Regions from separate parts of the Mus musculus genome. Here regions 2, 3, 4 and 5 are each linked to region 1. A link is a contact called in public promoter capture Hi-C data. All regions are on one chromosome and are shown on one strand. Each heading gives the region's core, a stretch centred on a gene start, on an enhancer-like site or on the middle of the called end of the contact. The rest is flanking DNA. Distances are from core to core; before and after follow the strand shown.

The links. Promoter capture Hi-C pulls out the DNA fragments that hold promoters and counts their contacts. Capture Hi-C pulls out chosen DNA fragments and counts their contacts.
Region 2: a promoter capture Hi-C map of pre-B cells shows a contact between it and region 1, with 2.5 times the contacts expected there. The contact joins the promoter of Rbsn here to the promoter of Txnrd3 in region 1. A contact is called at or near these places in 1 of 39 promoter capture datasets (pre-B cells) and 2 of 484 Hi-C or Micro-C datasets (CD4 T cells and hematopoietic stem and progenitor cells).
Region 3: a promoter capture Hi-C map of hematopoietic stem and progenitor cells shows a contact between it and region 1, with 5 times the contacts expected there. The contact joins the promoter of Mrps25 here to the promoter of Txnrd3 in region 1. A contact is called at or near these places in 2 of 39 promoter capture datasets (hematopoietic stem and progenitor cells and pre-B cells).
Region 4: a contact with region 1 is called in a promoter capture Hi-C map of pre-B cells, with 6 times the contacts expected there. The contact joins the promoter of Nr2c2 here to the promoter of Txnrd3 in region 1. A contact is called at or near these places in 2 of 39 promoter capture datasets (liver and pre-B cells), 3 of 484 Hi-C or Micro-C datasets (B cells, CD4 T cells and muscle stem cells) and 1 of 115 datasets of contacts at active chromatin or transcription factors (thymic regulatory T cells).
Region 5: a contact with region 1 is called in a promoter capture Hi-C map of liver, with 3 times the contacts expected there. The contact joins the promoter of Ccdc174 here to the promoter of Txnrd3 in region 1.

What each region holds. Positions count from the first base shown.
Region 1 is chr6:89,642,704-89,645,296 of GRCm38.p6, forward strand. Txnrd3 (thioredoxin reductase 3) reads left to right here and starts at 1,285. Exons shown (of 16, transcript NM_001178058.1): 1 at 1,285-1,699. The coding sequence starts at 1,430.
Region 2 is chr6:92,213,571-92,216,163 of GRCm38.p6, forward strand. It overlaps Rbsn (rabenosyn, RAB effector), which reads right to left and starts at 1,300. Exons shown (of 12, transcript NM_030081.3): 1 at 1,141-1,300.
Region 3 is chr6:92,182,716-92,185,308 of GRCm38.p6, forward strand. Mrps25 (mitochondrial ribosomal protein S25) reads right to left here and starts at 1,308. Exons shown (of 4, transcript NM_025578.4): 1 at 1,125-1,308. The coding sequence starts at 1,258.
Region 4 is chr6:92,091,145-92,093,737 of GRCm38.p6, forward strand. It overlaps Nr2c2 (nuclear receptor subfamily 2, group C, member 2), which reads left to right and starts at 1,289. Exons shown (of 15, transcript NM_001347342.1): 1 at 1,289-1,670.
Region 5 is chr6:91,876,746-91,879,338 of GRCm38.p6, forward strand. It overlaps Ccdc174 (coiled-coil domain containing 174), which reads left to right and starts at 1,308. Exons shown (of 11, transcript NM_172730.2): 1 at 1,308-1,441. The coding sequence starts at 1,400.

The sequences.
Region 1 (2,593 bases), core at 35-2,534:
TAGTAGGGTCTTCTAGGGTTCAAGGGTTGGTGATAACAAGTCTGGCTCAAATGTTTGAAGCAGCCCTGGTTGAGCCTGCCCTTCAGACAGGCACCAGATACACTGGCCATGCAGTTTTCCTCAAGGCCTCTGTGGAGTGGGCGTTCCAGACCACAGGTGCTAAGGATAGTCCAGCTAACTGACTAACAGTGGCCACTAATTAGAGTCCGTGCCTCTGCTCATTTACAGGAAGCTGAACTTCAGAAGGGCTGCTTACAGCAATAACTTTAAAACGTGAGCCCAGGGAGAGGGCTCAGTTGATAAAATGTTTGCATACCGCCTGTTCTTATTTGACCTTCTTTCCAAATGGTTCCTGTGTTGGGGATGGCTTGAGAATCCATTGTGCCCTAGTTATTTCCTGTTGCTGTGATAACAACACTAACCAAAAACAACTTAGAGGAAGAAAGGGTTTATTTGGGAAAAGTCCCAAGTCACACTCCATTATTGGGGGAAGTCAGAAAACCCAAGAAGGAGCAGAAGCTGACTGCTGCTCGTGGGCTTGCTCTCGATAGCTCACTCAGCATGCTCTCTTACCACCTAGGACCACCTGCCCAAGGGTGGCACCCCCTCCCCAGTGGGCCTGATGCCACCACATTTATCATTAATCAGAAAATATTCCACAGGCTTGCCTACAGGCCAATCTGAAGGAAGCATTTCCTCAGTTGAGTCTCTTTCCAGGTGACTCTAGTATGCTCCAAGTTGACAAAAACTAAGCAGTACACTGTCACAGTGAATTGCTGAGGGTGTGTGTGGGTTGAGGGGTTGGGGAGGTAGTAACCTAGGAACCTCATATTGAAACTGAATTGCAATAGTAATTTTTATTCAGCTTCAGTAGTGCAAATTAAAAAAGAATCAGTATTTCCTAGACAAGGTTTTTGTCACATTTTCTGAAATAAAGTGGAGACATCTACCCTTCCTGAAAAGCACCTATTTTGAGATTGGTGGAGAATCAGGAGCGGAAGGAACTGTAGAGAGGCCTCTGGGTGTCAAAAACTGTGGTAAAACGATAATGAAAACAGTAATTACAAGAAGAGCAGAGCATACAAGCTTGATTCCGCACCTTTGAAAATGGCAAGTGACTGCCACTGTGCCACTGGGTGGTAGACAGAGTAGTTTGCAGGCTCACCAGGCTGAGCTAAGGGGGCGTAGCTTAGCCCTGTGGAGGCCTGGAGGTGGGGCAAAGTTTTCCCGGGGGCGTGGCCGGTCGGTAGGCGGGCCCTCTCCGTGGGTCGCGCGGTCGGGGGCGTGGCCCCGTAGCTGTCCGGTGCGCCCGCGGCCAGTGCGTAGCGTTCTCAAGTTCTCAGCGGCTTTGCCGGCGTCGTCCCCTAGGCGGCCGCCCGCGTCCCGGTTCCTCAGCAGGCCCGGCTCGGCCCGGAGCGACAACAAAGCCCTGGAGAAGCCACCGTCCCCGCCGCCGCCTCCTCGGGCGCAGACCTCGCCCGGGCTGGGGAAGGTTGGAGTCCTCCCCAACCGCCGCCTGGGTGCTGTCCGTGGCGGCCTCATGTCGTCGCCACCCGGCCGCCGCGCCCGCCTGGCCTCCCCTGGGACCAGCCGCCCGTCTTCTGAGGCCCGCGAGGAGCTGCGGCGCCGCCTGCGGGACCTCATCGAGGGCAACAGGGTGATGATCTTCAGCAAGAGTTACTGTCCACACAGCACGCGGGTAGGCGGGGCCGGCCGTAGCAGAGCTCTGGGGCGTGGCCTGATGGGCAGGGTCTAAGCAATCCCGGTGGGAGGAGGGAAGTGAAGGTGAAGCCAGGACAGGGTGGGCCGGGCGGGGAGGAGCGTCGATAAAGAGGCTGGGTAAGTTTGTGAGCCGGATCTGGGGACTGATCAGAGGTCTGAGCAGTGAGCCGGGCGAACCCCGGGCTCAGTAGTTAGCGCCTGGTGGGCGGGGTCTGAGCAAGGTTGGTGGGTGGGGCGAAGCGGAGGTCTGTGGAGGGTGCTTGATGGGCGTAACCGGAATAGGGTCTGGGCGGGGCTCATTGGGCGGATTGGAACCGTGGAAGGGGGTCCTGGTGGGAGGGGCTAATAGGGAGGGTCTGAGTGGAACTCTGTGGGTGGGACCTAGTGTATGGGGGGTGGGGGGTAAGGGAGGGTTTGGGTGGAACTTAGTGGGCGGGCGGTCCTGCGCTGACATATGGGAGGTGGGCGGGGCCTGAAGGTGGACGGAGTAGGGCTTTTGTAGCACTTTCCCAGGTTTCATTGCCTACCTTCTCTGACTCACTACGGGGTCCCGGGAGGTTGCCATCTAGGGAAACATTTGCTTTCCAGCCTGATAATGGGCTTTAGTTAAAAAAAAAAAAAAAAGAACAACCAAAAAATATTTAAAATTGTTGTCTTATTAAAATAGGATTGCGTGGCTAGCTGAAGCTGGATCTAGATCCCATTTGTTAACTAGCATGTTTGGCTCCTTGACCAGGTTTCAGAACTAGCAGGGAGCTTGTAAGATGAAGGTAGAGGAGGTTTTAAGAACCATGGAAGTCGTGGCTAGTTTAAGCTCTGTTGCACACTCTGTAATTTGGGGCTGGGTGGGCATTCGACATTGTTTTCATAT
Region 2 (2,593 bases), core at 50-2,549, 2.6 Mb after region 1:
TAAACATTTCAGGGCTTAATAACTTACATTTTCTGTCTTATTGGACTACAGCAAAGTCACTGTTGATGTGACCCTGAAAGACTCCTAACCATTGAGAACAAGGATAAAATCATTTCACAGAAGCAAAGAAATCTGTTTCCAAGACTTTAGAGGCCACATATCACAGCACAGAGTGGGAGTTTGTGTAGCTAGAATTGTGGTGTGCTGCAGAGGGCACAGAGGAGGGTACCATCTGGTCCTCAAAGGTGAAGGGTGACAGCAACTCAGAAAATAAATTAAACAGGACGCTAGGTGCCTGTTATTTCCTTTAATTAAGAAATTTGACAGGCGTGGGAGGCAGAAGCAGACAGATACCTGTGAGTTTGAGGCCAGCCTGGTTTACATGTCAAGTTCCAGGCCAGACATAGATACATAGTGAGACCCTTGTCTTGAGATTAAATAAATAAATCGAGAGACTACACACATGCAGACCCATCCCGGAAAGCATCTGAGGCATCACTTAAACAGCCAGCCTCAGGTCCGACCGGTTCTCTCCCCAGCCAGTGGCTGACAGGATCCTCTGGGTGTGACAGCTGCCTCCTCCCCGCCTGCAACTCATCCTGAAGAAAAAGTCAAACAGAAGTCGTCCCCGTGCACCCTGGCCACACATCGCAGCTCAGTTCTCACCCTGGAGAAACGCCCCTTACTCAAGGCAGGCTCCCTCCAGGATGCCTTCACAGCAGCTGCCTGGGGTGCCATAGCCTATACACAAGTGAAGTGACTAACACAAGACAGCAGCCGGGAAGGAGAGCCTGGGATTTTCGCCATCACCACGAGAACTCGGAGAGCGGGATAATAGGGTTCCGCGAATGAAGTGGGGGACCTTAACATAAAGTCACTTAATTAGGTGCCACCACAAACCACCGCAATTGATGCCGCAACCAGAAGGCCAGTTGTGCAAACTCTCGCCTCCAGACTGGATTGAAAAACCCAGCCGGGGGGCTCTGTAGAGATCCGCACGGCCACGCGCACCCGCGGGACGCGACTCTGCGGGACATCACGCAACACGTCACGGCGCGGGCAGAGACCCGCGCGGCGCCGAGGCCCGCAAAGCCTCATCTCCCGACCGCATCGTCATCTCAAACCACACGTCACACCCACCTCAGCCACCGCCGCGCTCTCTGCGACACCCTTTCTCACTCCCTGCGGCTTCCGACAGGCAGTCGGCAGCCTGCCTTTCCACCTCGGGTTCTGACTGCCGGCCTACGAGGTTCCTCAGAGACCAGTGGCAGCCATCGCCATCAGTGGCTCGGCGCTCGACAGGCGCGCCGGGCAGAAACCGGAAGACAGACTGACACGCGGCGGTCGAGCGCCGAGTCCTCGAGCGCACTGAACCTGGAAGAGGATGCTGCGCAGGCGCTGCCGCAACGGGGCGGGCCCAGTAGGAGGAGGTAAACTGCGAAGTTCTCTCAGGTCCTAGCAACACATCGATGTGAAACCCTACACTCGCCCTTCACTCACCCTATAGGTGGGGAAACTGAGACTTTGGCTCTTAAATAATGTGCCTGCAGCGCTAACATTATTTAGAGACCGTTAAAAAGTTTCTGAGATTTTTGCATAAATGCCTTAATACAGCGGTTGTTCTTCCAAAGGACCCAGGTTTGAAAAACTGCTTGTCTGCTACCTATATGCTCTCTTCTGGAGTCCATGGGCACTGCACATGTGGTGCACAGACATGCAGGCAAAACACACATACAAAATTTTGTTTTTTTACTTTTTTGTTGTTGTTGTTAAAAAAAAGTTTCTGAGTGCGAGAGACTAAGTTATGTTCAGCACATTGAGGAGACAGAAAGACGTGGAAATTGAGCCAAAGAAAGTAGAGACGTTGAGGAGTCGTGTCAGGGATTGGAAGTTGGCTCAATTGATCCTGGTTGGGACTCAATTTCCACCACACACCCATGCCTGTAACACCAATACTCTAAGGATGGAGGCAGGAGGACCAAAAATTTAAGTTAATTTTCAATTACATAGCAAGTTCAAGGCCATACTGGGATACATGAAACTCCATCTCAAAAAAGCATAAAAAAGTATGAGGGTAGCTAGATCTCTGCAAAATAAGTGGCATTTATGTATGAGTCAGGGTTCTCTAGAGTCACAGAACTCTATAGTCTATATAGTAAGGGAATTGGTGGATGACTTACAGTCTGTAGTCCAATTCCCAACAATGGTCAGCAGCAGCTGTGAATGGAAGTCCAAGGATCTAGCAGTCACTCAGTCCCACAAGGCAAGCAGTTGAAGAAGAGAGTGTCAATCTTCCTTCTTCCAATGTCCTTATATAGGTCTCCAGCAAAAGGTGTGGCCCAGATTAAAGGTGTCTGCCACCACACCTTTAATCCCAGATAACCTTGACTTGGAGATCTTCCTGTCTTAATCTTCTGGAATTCATAGCCACTGTGCCTCAAGATCTCCATGCCAAGATTCAGGTCAGAAACTTCTATCTCAGCCTCCAGATTAGGATCACTGGTGAGCCTCCCAATTCTGGATTGTAGTTCATCCAGATATAGTCAAGTTGACAACCAGGAATAGCCCCTGCAATTTACAAAAGACAGTATGG
Region 3 (2,593 bases), core at 58-2,557, 2.5 Mb after region 1:
TGAAGCCCAGGCTGAGAGACCCTATTTCAAAAAGAAACCAAGTCAGCCAGCTCCTTAGAAACATTATCTTTGGTTGAATGCTAATGTATCCACACATACACAAACACAGGGTCGGGTGGGGTGGAGACCTTTAAGTAATTACATCAACACAAAACTTGAAAAAGTGAAAGAACTGCTTCTGGGGAGGAAACACTGCCCTGAAAGCTCCACAGCACACCACCCAAAAGCTTGAAGGCAGAACTTGTCAGCAAGTCTCTGTCTTCCCATCCCAAAGCACAGAGCCTTGTGCCCACAAACCAGATAGATATAGATGCACCTACTGGATCAAATGGGCACAAGGTCAGCACCTGTTGCACTCTGCCAGGCACTTTATTCTCCAGCAACCCCACACCACCACCAACACACTGATGTTGTGGTGTTCCGCCTAGGAAAAATGCTGTCAGAAGTTGAGAGAACTTGTGTGATCCCAAGGTCATACAACTAGTTAAGAGGCCTTTGCATATGCATAAACTCCTGACAAGTGGGGAGTAGAGCCCGAACCCTCTGGTCCACCGAGAGGGTTCCAGAGAGCCCTCACCCCAGCAGATCCCAGGCTAGCAAATCTTAGGTCTTGGGGGTCAACTTGACCAGAGAAAATGGCTTGAAGGCGGCTTCTGGCTCTCATGAAGTCAAGGTCTTTGCCACAGGGGCCACTCTCCACCTTGAAAATTATTCTCTTCTCTCTTTCTGATCCGTTCTACAAATCCACTTCTATCTACAGTCATGTTTATCCCGTACTGTGGAAAATCCCAGTACTGAACCCAGCGTTTTGGGCGCTCAATAAATGTGCAGTAAGTTCGGAAGGGTCCAAAGCATTGCTCAGAGATGATAAACGGGTCAATGAAACCTTTCATTCATCAAGTGTCCTAAGCAGCAGCAAGCCATGCTGTGCACAGGTGCGGAAACTTACTACTCCGCTCCCAAGGCGTTCCCCGCGCCACAGCCTCGCACAAGGGGCCAGCCTTCCAGCCGCAACCCATCCCTCCGGTGGAGGAGCACTCGGGTTTCTATCGGGGATCAGTCGGGATGCCCTCCACTGCCTCAGCTTCTTTCACTGAACCCCGAGGGCTGTGACCCACACTGACCTGGCGCCTTCGCCCAGTTCCCCATACGTGTTGTAGTTCACGGTCATGATCTTCACAGACTCCTTGAATACCACGTCCCCGCGACCCAGGTACTGCAGCGTACGGCGGATCGGGAAGCGACCCTTCATCGGCATGGTGGAAGTCAGGAACTCCTCAAGCCGCGGACCAGCGCGGCTCCGGGAATCTTGGGAGGCACTTCCCGGCGGCCAGCGCGGCCGCGGGGCAGCCTGGGACTCGTAGTTTGGGCCCGGGCTCGCAGCCGCCTCAGCGTTGGGAATCAACCTGTCGTTTTTGTCTTCACAGAAACCAATTATCTTCTCCCAAGATCTCCAGTTCTGAAGTGAAGAGCTTGACGGAAAAGTCGCTGTTGATTCAAAGGGAAAACTTATTTGCAAAGGAGGAAAGAGTGGCTTGCTCTGGCGCGTCAGGGTCTGCCTCAAAGGACTCTGCTTAGAGGAGGGGGTCGTTCGCTTGTTAAGAGTGGTTGTGACAGATATGACAAGTCAACAATCAACATGTCACTCTGCGCTGCATTTTTTTTTTTAGGATTTATTTTTACCTTACTGTTTTGCTTGTGTGTTGTGGCTGTGCACCACATACACGCAGTGCCCGCAGAGGCTGGAAGAGGGCGTTGGGTCCCCTGAAATTGACCTTACAGAGCTGTGAACTGCCATGTGGGACCTCTAAAAGAGCAGCAAGTGCACTGAACTGCTAAGCCATTTTTCCAGCCCCACTGTAATTTTTAATCGCTGTTTATGGCTGAAATTAATTTTTCTATAGGATTCTCAAGATTTTTTCCCTTTGTAATTATGTAAATTTTCAACTGACTTCCCAGGCTTCATAGATGAACTGTCTACTGATAAGCCCATTAGAGCATTTTTCATCTGTTAATCTTTTATTCTAGTATTTTTTTTTCAAAACTTAAGTGTTCTTTCCTCTGCTCAAATAATCCAACAATTCTAGACATGTCCTGTGCACACATGAAGGCTGGGGGAAAAGTGTCCTGCTGTGTTTCTGTTCTCTTAGTAAGCTCCAGCAATTGGGATTGTAACCCACACTTCTGGGGTTACAGGCACAGATGATCTCACCTAGATTTTTACATGGATCCTGGGATCAGAACTCAGACCCTCAAGTACTCTTACCCACCGAGCCATCTCCCCAGCTACCAAATTGTAAATTGTTTTAGTTTTTTTTTTTTTACTTTATGTCTATATTTTTTAAAAGATTTATTAATTTTATTTATGAGTACACTGTAGCTGTCTTCAGACACACCAGAAGAGGGCATCGGATTCCATTACAGATGGTTGTGAGCCACTATGTGGGTTCTGGGAATTGAACTCAGGACCTCTGGAAGAACAGTCAGTGCTCTAAACCACTGAGCCATCTCTCCAGCCCCTATGTATGAGTGTTTTGCCTGCATATATGTGAACACATCACTAATAAGCTTCAGCTATAACTACATGTCTGAA
Region 4 (2,593 bases), core at 39-2,538, 2.4 Mb after region 1:
GAGCTTTAAAACAGAAAGCTACCATCCATCCCAAGGAAGGTACCGGGAGCTCAGTGCACTCCCAGGACACCGCTCGCTTGCAACATCTCGGCGCGGCGCCAGGCAAGGGCCCGCTTCTCCAGCCTGCAAGCGGTGCCTACGGGATCGGCCGCACCTGCCCGGCCCAGGCCTGCGGGCCTCAGCTCCGGCGGCGGCCGCAGCGGCAGCGGCGGCGTTCCGGTGCGCGCGCGCGCTCAGCCAATCGCGTGCTCGCCCGCCCCCCGCCGCCGCGGTGAGGCTGGCGCCGGGAAGAGGAAGAGGAACATTCGCCCTCCTCCTCCCAGCGCGCGGGCGGCGGCGGCAGCGGCACCGGGGTCACGAACTCTGACCTTTCACTGACAAAAACAATAACAAAGCGCGGTCCCTCCGCGACCCCGGCGGTGCCAGGGCCCAGCCCGCCGCCCCGCTCCGCACCGGCCCGCCGCGGCGTCCCGGCCGCCCGAGCCCCCGGGCTCCTGCCCTCCGGCGCCTGCCCGGCCCGCGCCCTGCCCTCCTAGCCGGGGGCGCCGGCCGCAGACACGGGATCTGCTCCGCGGTTGTGGTGGCGCCCGACCCTGAGGTAAGAGCAAGCCCGCCGGGCCAAGCCGCGGCGCGGCGCGGCGCAGCGCGGCACGGCGGAGGAGGGCAGGCCTGCGCCGCCATGGAGGCCGCGGAGGCTGAACGCGGCCTTTTACCTTTGCCACGGGGCGGTGGCGGCGGCAGCAGCGGGCGCTTTGCATAGTGGGCCGGGCCGCACCCTTCCCTCCCCTCTCTTCCACTCCCCTCCCCTCCCGCGGCCGAGCCCGGCGAGCCGCTGTCCTGACCGGGCCGGCCGCGCGCCGCGGGGGCGGAGAGGGGGACTGTCCGCGGCCCCGCCTCACGCCTGGCCCTCCGCCAGCGCCGCCATCTTGTCCCCGCGGCGCCGGCCAGGCTCCCCTCGGCGCGCGCCCGGCCTGCCCGCTTCTTCCTGTGTTCCCCGCTCCTCACCCCAGCACTCCCCGCCTGCCGTTGGCTGCCACCCTGGCCCAACCGCCGTTTTTCCGGACTAGGAGGGTGGAAGGGGAGGGAGGGAGGCGTGGGCAGGGCACGACCTCCTGAGTGACGGCCGGGCTGGCCAATCGTTCCCCCTTATAGGAGGGCCACGGCCTGCGGCACCGCCCCCGGGGCTGTGCTGGTTGGTCCAGGTGGGAGAGGGAGGTCCCGGGGGCCGCTAGTGCGGGGTGTGAGGCCGGGCGGGCCAGCCTCTGAGGAACTTGGTGGGTCTCGGGCTGGGAAGCTGGTGATGCTTTTTGAACCCATGGCGCGGCCAGAAGGGAAGAGTTCGTCGGCACTTGGAGGCTCTCCGGGGTTCGCGCTTTCCTCACGACTCTGGACGGAGCCCCTCTGGCGGGCTCAATTTCAGTCCATGAAATTGGGACACCAGACGTTCTTGCCAAGCCTCGCCTCTCTCCTCAGCATTGTTTGAGGGACTGTTCTCTGAAAATGGAGTCCAAGCTACTCTGCCAGCCTCAAAAGTAATTTGCAAATGGTGGTGTTAGTTTTTTCGTCTTATTGTGGTGCTGGGGACGGCCCTGCCATTGAGTAACATCCCTAGTCCCAAAATGGTGATGTGGAAATATATAAGGAACCAACTGGAGTGGAAAACTTGTGAGGTGATTCTCTTTCCTACTTTCATTAAACACAGTTGTGCGTAGCTTTAGACACTAGGACACTACTTCCAGAGATTCAACTGACCTGGGCAAGGAGCCATTCTCCCCCCAGAATTTTGGATGCCGAGGGGATACAAAGGCTCAGAGAATGGTCAGAGAATGGAAGAAACTGGATGATGTGCTGAAGGAATCGTGAGGGCATTAATTTAATTGGATGGTGAGGAAGTCAGGCTTCACTGAATGTTTGAATAGATTTCAGGAAAAGAGCTGGGTTCTGGATAGCAAGCTTGAAGATGGGAAGGGAAGATTTTCCCACACTTTTTGTTGAGTAAATTGTTGCTGATACTATTGATAGCTAAGTGCTGCATATTTAATTGGTGCATTTTTACCCGAACTTGACAGTTGGGATAGCATGCCCAGCAATAAAATGTCCATTATACTAAGCAGGGAATTTGAATTGGACTTCAGTAGGCATTCTTTTAACATATTTATCTTTCCCAGAGATAAAATTGATTGATGCTATGAAGCTACTGAAAATCTCATTTATCAAAGTGGAAAACAAACTTTACAAAATATAATGTTAGCTTCCATTGGAAAGTCTGATGACTAAAATATTTGTGCATATAACATAGTAGGAAGGGCTGGCTAGCATGTAGGAAATCAAGTTTCATCCTTAGCACTGCATAAACTTATGTAGTGCTGCATATCTGTAATCCCAGTTACTGGGGCGGTGGAGGCAGATCAGAAGTTTCAGTGTCATTCTTGGCTACATAGAGTTTTAGGCCAGCCTGGGCTATAAGATCCGGTATCCAAAATAAAATATTTGAAATCAAACAATACCTTTTTAATAATATGAGCAGTCTCAGTTTTAATTCTTTCTTTGGATATCTCAAGAGACAGTGTAAGTTAAGCCAAGCAAACATTTC
Region 5 (2,593 bases), core at 58-2,557, 2.2 Mb after region 1:
CATCTGCCTCCCAACTGCAGGGGGCGGGGGGGGGGGAGGATATCTTAAAATTATTTCACTTACAACTTCTTTTTACCCAGTATTATTTTCATGACTTGAGGTATATATGGATACTTTAAAAATTACTTTAAAACAATTTGGCGCACACACACACACACACATATGTATATGTATATATATATATATATATATATATATATATATTCACCATTTATTAAAGATGAAAAACAATTTGTATCCTAATGACATGAATGTGCTTGTTTCAACAAAAGGAATTAAATATTGGCTAAACATTTGATACTGTAGGTCACAGAGCATCTTCAGTGCTTTTCAGAGTTGATTGTTTTGACTTTATCATCATCAATGTGGAGAACACTGCTTTGCAAAGATACAGCAAATTCATGTTTAGGGCCATTTCAGAAATTGTTGGAAATTTTGTCCTAAATCCCAGGTCAAAATTCTTTTAATTCTTTAGCAATTCAAATAGTAATTTCAAAATTAGAGTATTCTGGGGGCTGGTTGTGGTGGCACACAGCTTCAATCCCAGCATAAGGGAGGAAGAGGTAAGCAGGTATCTTTGAGTACAAGGCTAGCATGGTCTACAAAGCAAGTTCCAGGCAGCCAGGAGTACCCAGTGACCCCCAAATGAATGTATGAATGAATAGTTAAAATTCAAATATTCTGTTGGGCATAGTGGCTCACACATGTAATCCTAGCATTTAGGGGGCAGAGGCAGGAGGGCTGTTGCAAATTTGAGGCTAGCCAAGTCTACATAGAGAGTTTGAGGCCAGGTGGCTGTACAGTAAGACCCCATCTCAAAAAAAAAAAAAAAAAAAGCCTAAAAAGCAAAACAACAAACAAAACCAACAAAACAAATCACAAAACACCAAAAAAAAAAAACCAACATAAAACGAGTGTTTCTCATAGCCCATTCTTAAACAATAATTCCCACCACTACCAGTTTCATTAAATTCCTTTTGTTTTCATGTTGGAGACAGGAGTTTACTTAGCTCTCTTCATACGCTGCTATTCTTTTCCATCATCTAAGACTCTCCAGTCAATATAGTGTGTGTTGCAATGAAAGCTATCTTCCTTCCTTCTCTAGACGGCGACAATACTAGTCATTTTCACCTCACTTTCTGCTCTCTTCAAGATGGCCAATTGCGATCAATTCCAACCCTCTGACCTTCTCAAAATGACGACGTAGCGACTAGGGACCTCATACTGACGCTTTCAAGATGGCGCCGAGGTCGTAAATCCAAGTCGCAAAATGACGCAAACTCAGCGTCCCTATCAAAGACACTTCCGGTTCTGCTGCCGGGTGGGGGTGGCGGACTCGTAGGGTCTGACTGAGGCCACAGGGAGGCTGCGTCTTGGGACTGGACGCCTTGGCGGGACGATGGACCGAAAGAAAAAGCCTTTGGACGTTACAGCCTCCTCGGTGAGTACAAGTGTGGCTTAGCTCCGTGCTCCGCGTTCCCTCCGCCTGTCTCAGTCGAGAATGGTGACCTAGTTGTTGTCCCACGCAAGTCAGGGGCCTGGACTGCCCATCTGACAAGGATCCTGACCGACCCTTTCCCCGCAGAGACCCTCCTCAGCTTCCTTACTCACAGGATCCTGAACTCGGCTCCGCCAGGCGCCTGGGCTCCGTTCCCCTCGAACCCAGGCGGGTCTCGGACGCCATCCTCCCAGGGATCTCAGGGCGCATCCTGCGGGTCAGCCGCCGCCACAGCCGGCTCTCTGTCCGCAGGGACTTGGAGGACGAGCCCTTCCTGGGTTCTCCACTAGTCCAAAGCCCTTCTCGAGCACTGGGATATGATTTGTCTTCCCAGGGCTCCCAGGGTCCCCCCCAGCAGGATCCAGACAAGTTAGCTAGTGCCTTGTGGGATGGGGTACCCGGGCCAGTAAGGTCTGACAGGATGTAAGGAGTTTTGCTAACTTAACCACTCTCAGCAGAAAACTTGTAAACACTGTACACATTTTGTGTCCGTGCTTCATATGTGTGCTGCCATCGAGTCCTCAGAAGTGCTTTTGAGTGTAGGTGGTATTAATTGTCACTCTTAATGGATAATGAAGTTGACACCCAAAGGTGAATCCCGTTTTCCTCAATGTACACACAGATTTGTTGTGTGAGAAGCCAGGCTCAGTTTGATTGACTGCAAAATGGTGCCTTTTCTGATTGTTCAAAACATCTAATGTATCAAATTTTTTGTTGGAATTTGTTTTTTAATATAGAAAAATTGGTCTTAGTAATCATGTTTGCTTGGATTCAGTGCTTGCAAACTGAATTAATCAGGAAGTATATGCGCATGCGCTTAACTTTAGCACATAAGTGTCAGAGACAAGTGGACAGAGGCCACTGTAAGTCAGAGGCCAGCCTGAGCTACATAGTTCCAGTATAGCCAGAGCTACACAGTGAGACCCTGTCTTTAAAAACCAAACCAAAGTTAACTTGTCTGGAGGATAATGTTTTTAATAATTATAACACAAACGAAGTCCCGGAATTGATTGGTCATTTTGTGATTCAGATGTAGTTGTAGAATAGAAAGATATATAGCTAGGTAATTGATACATTTACAAAGTTAAAATCCTC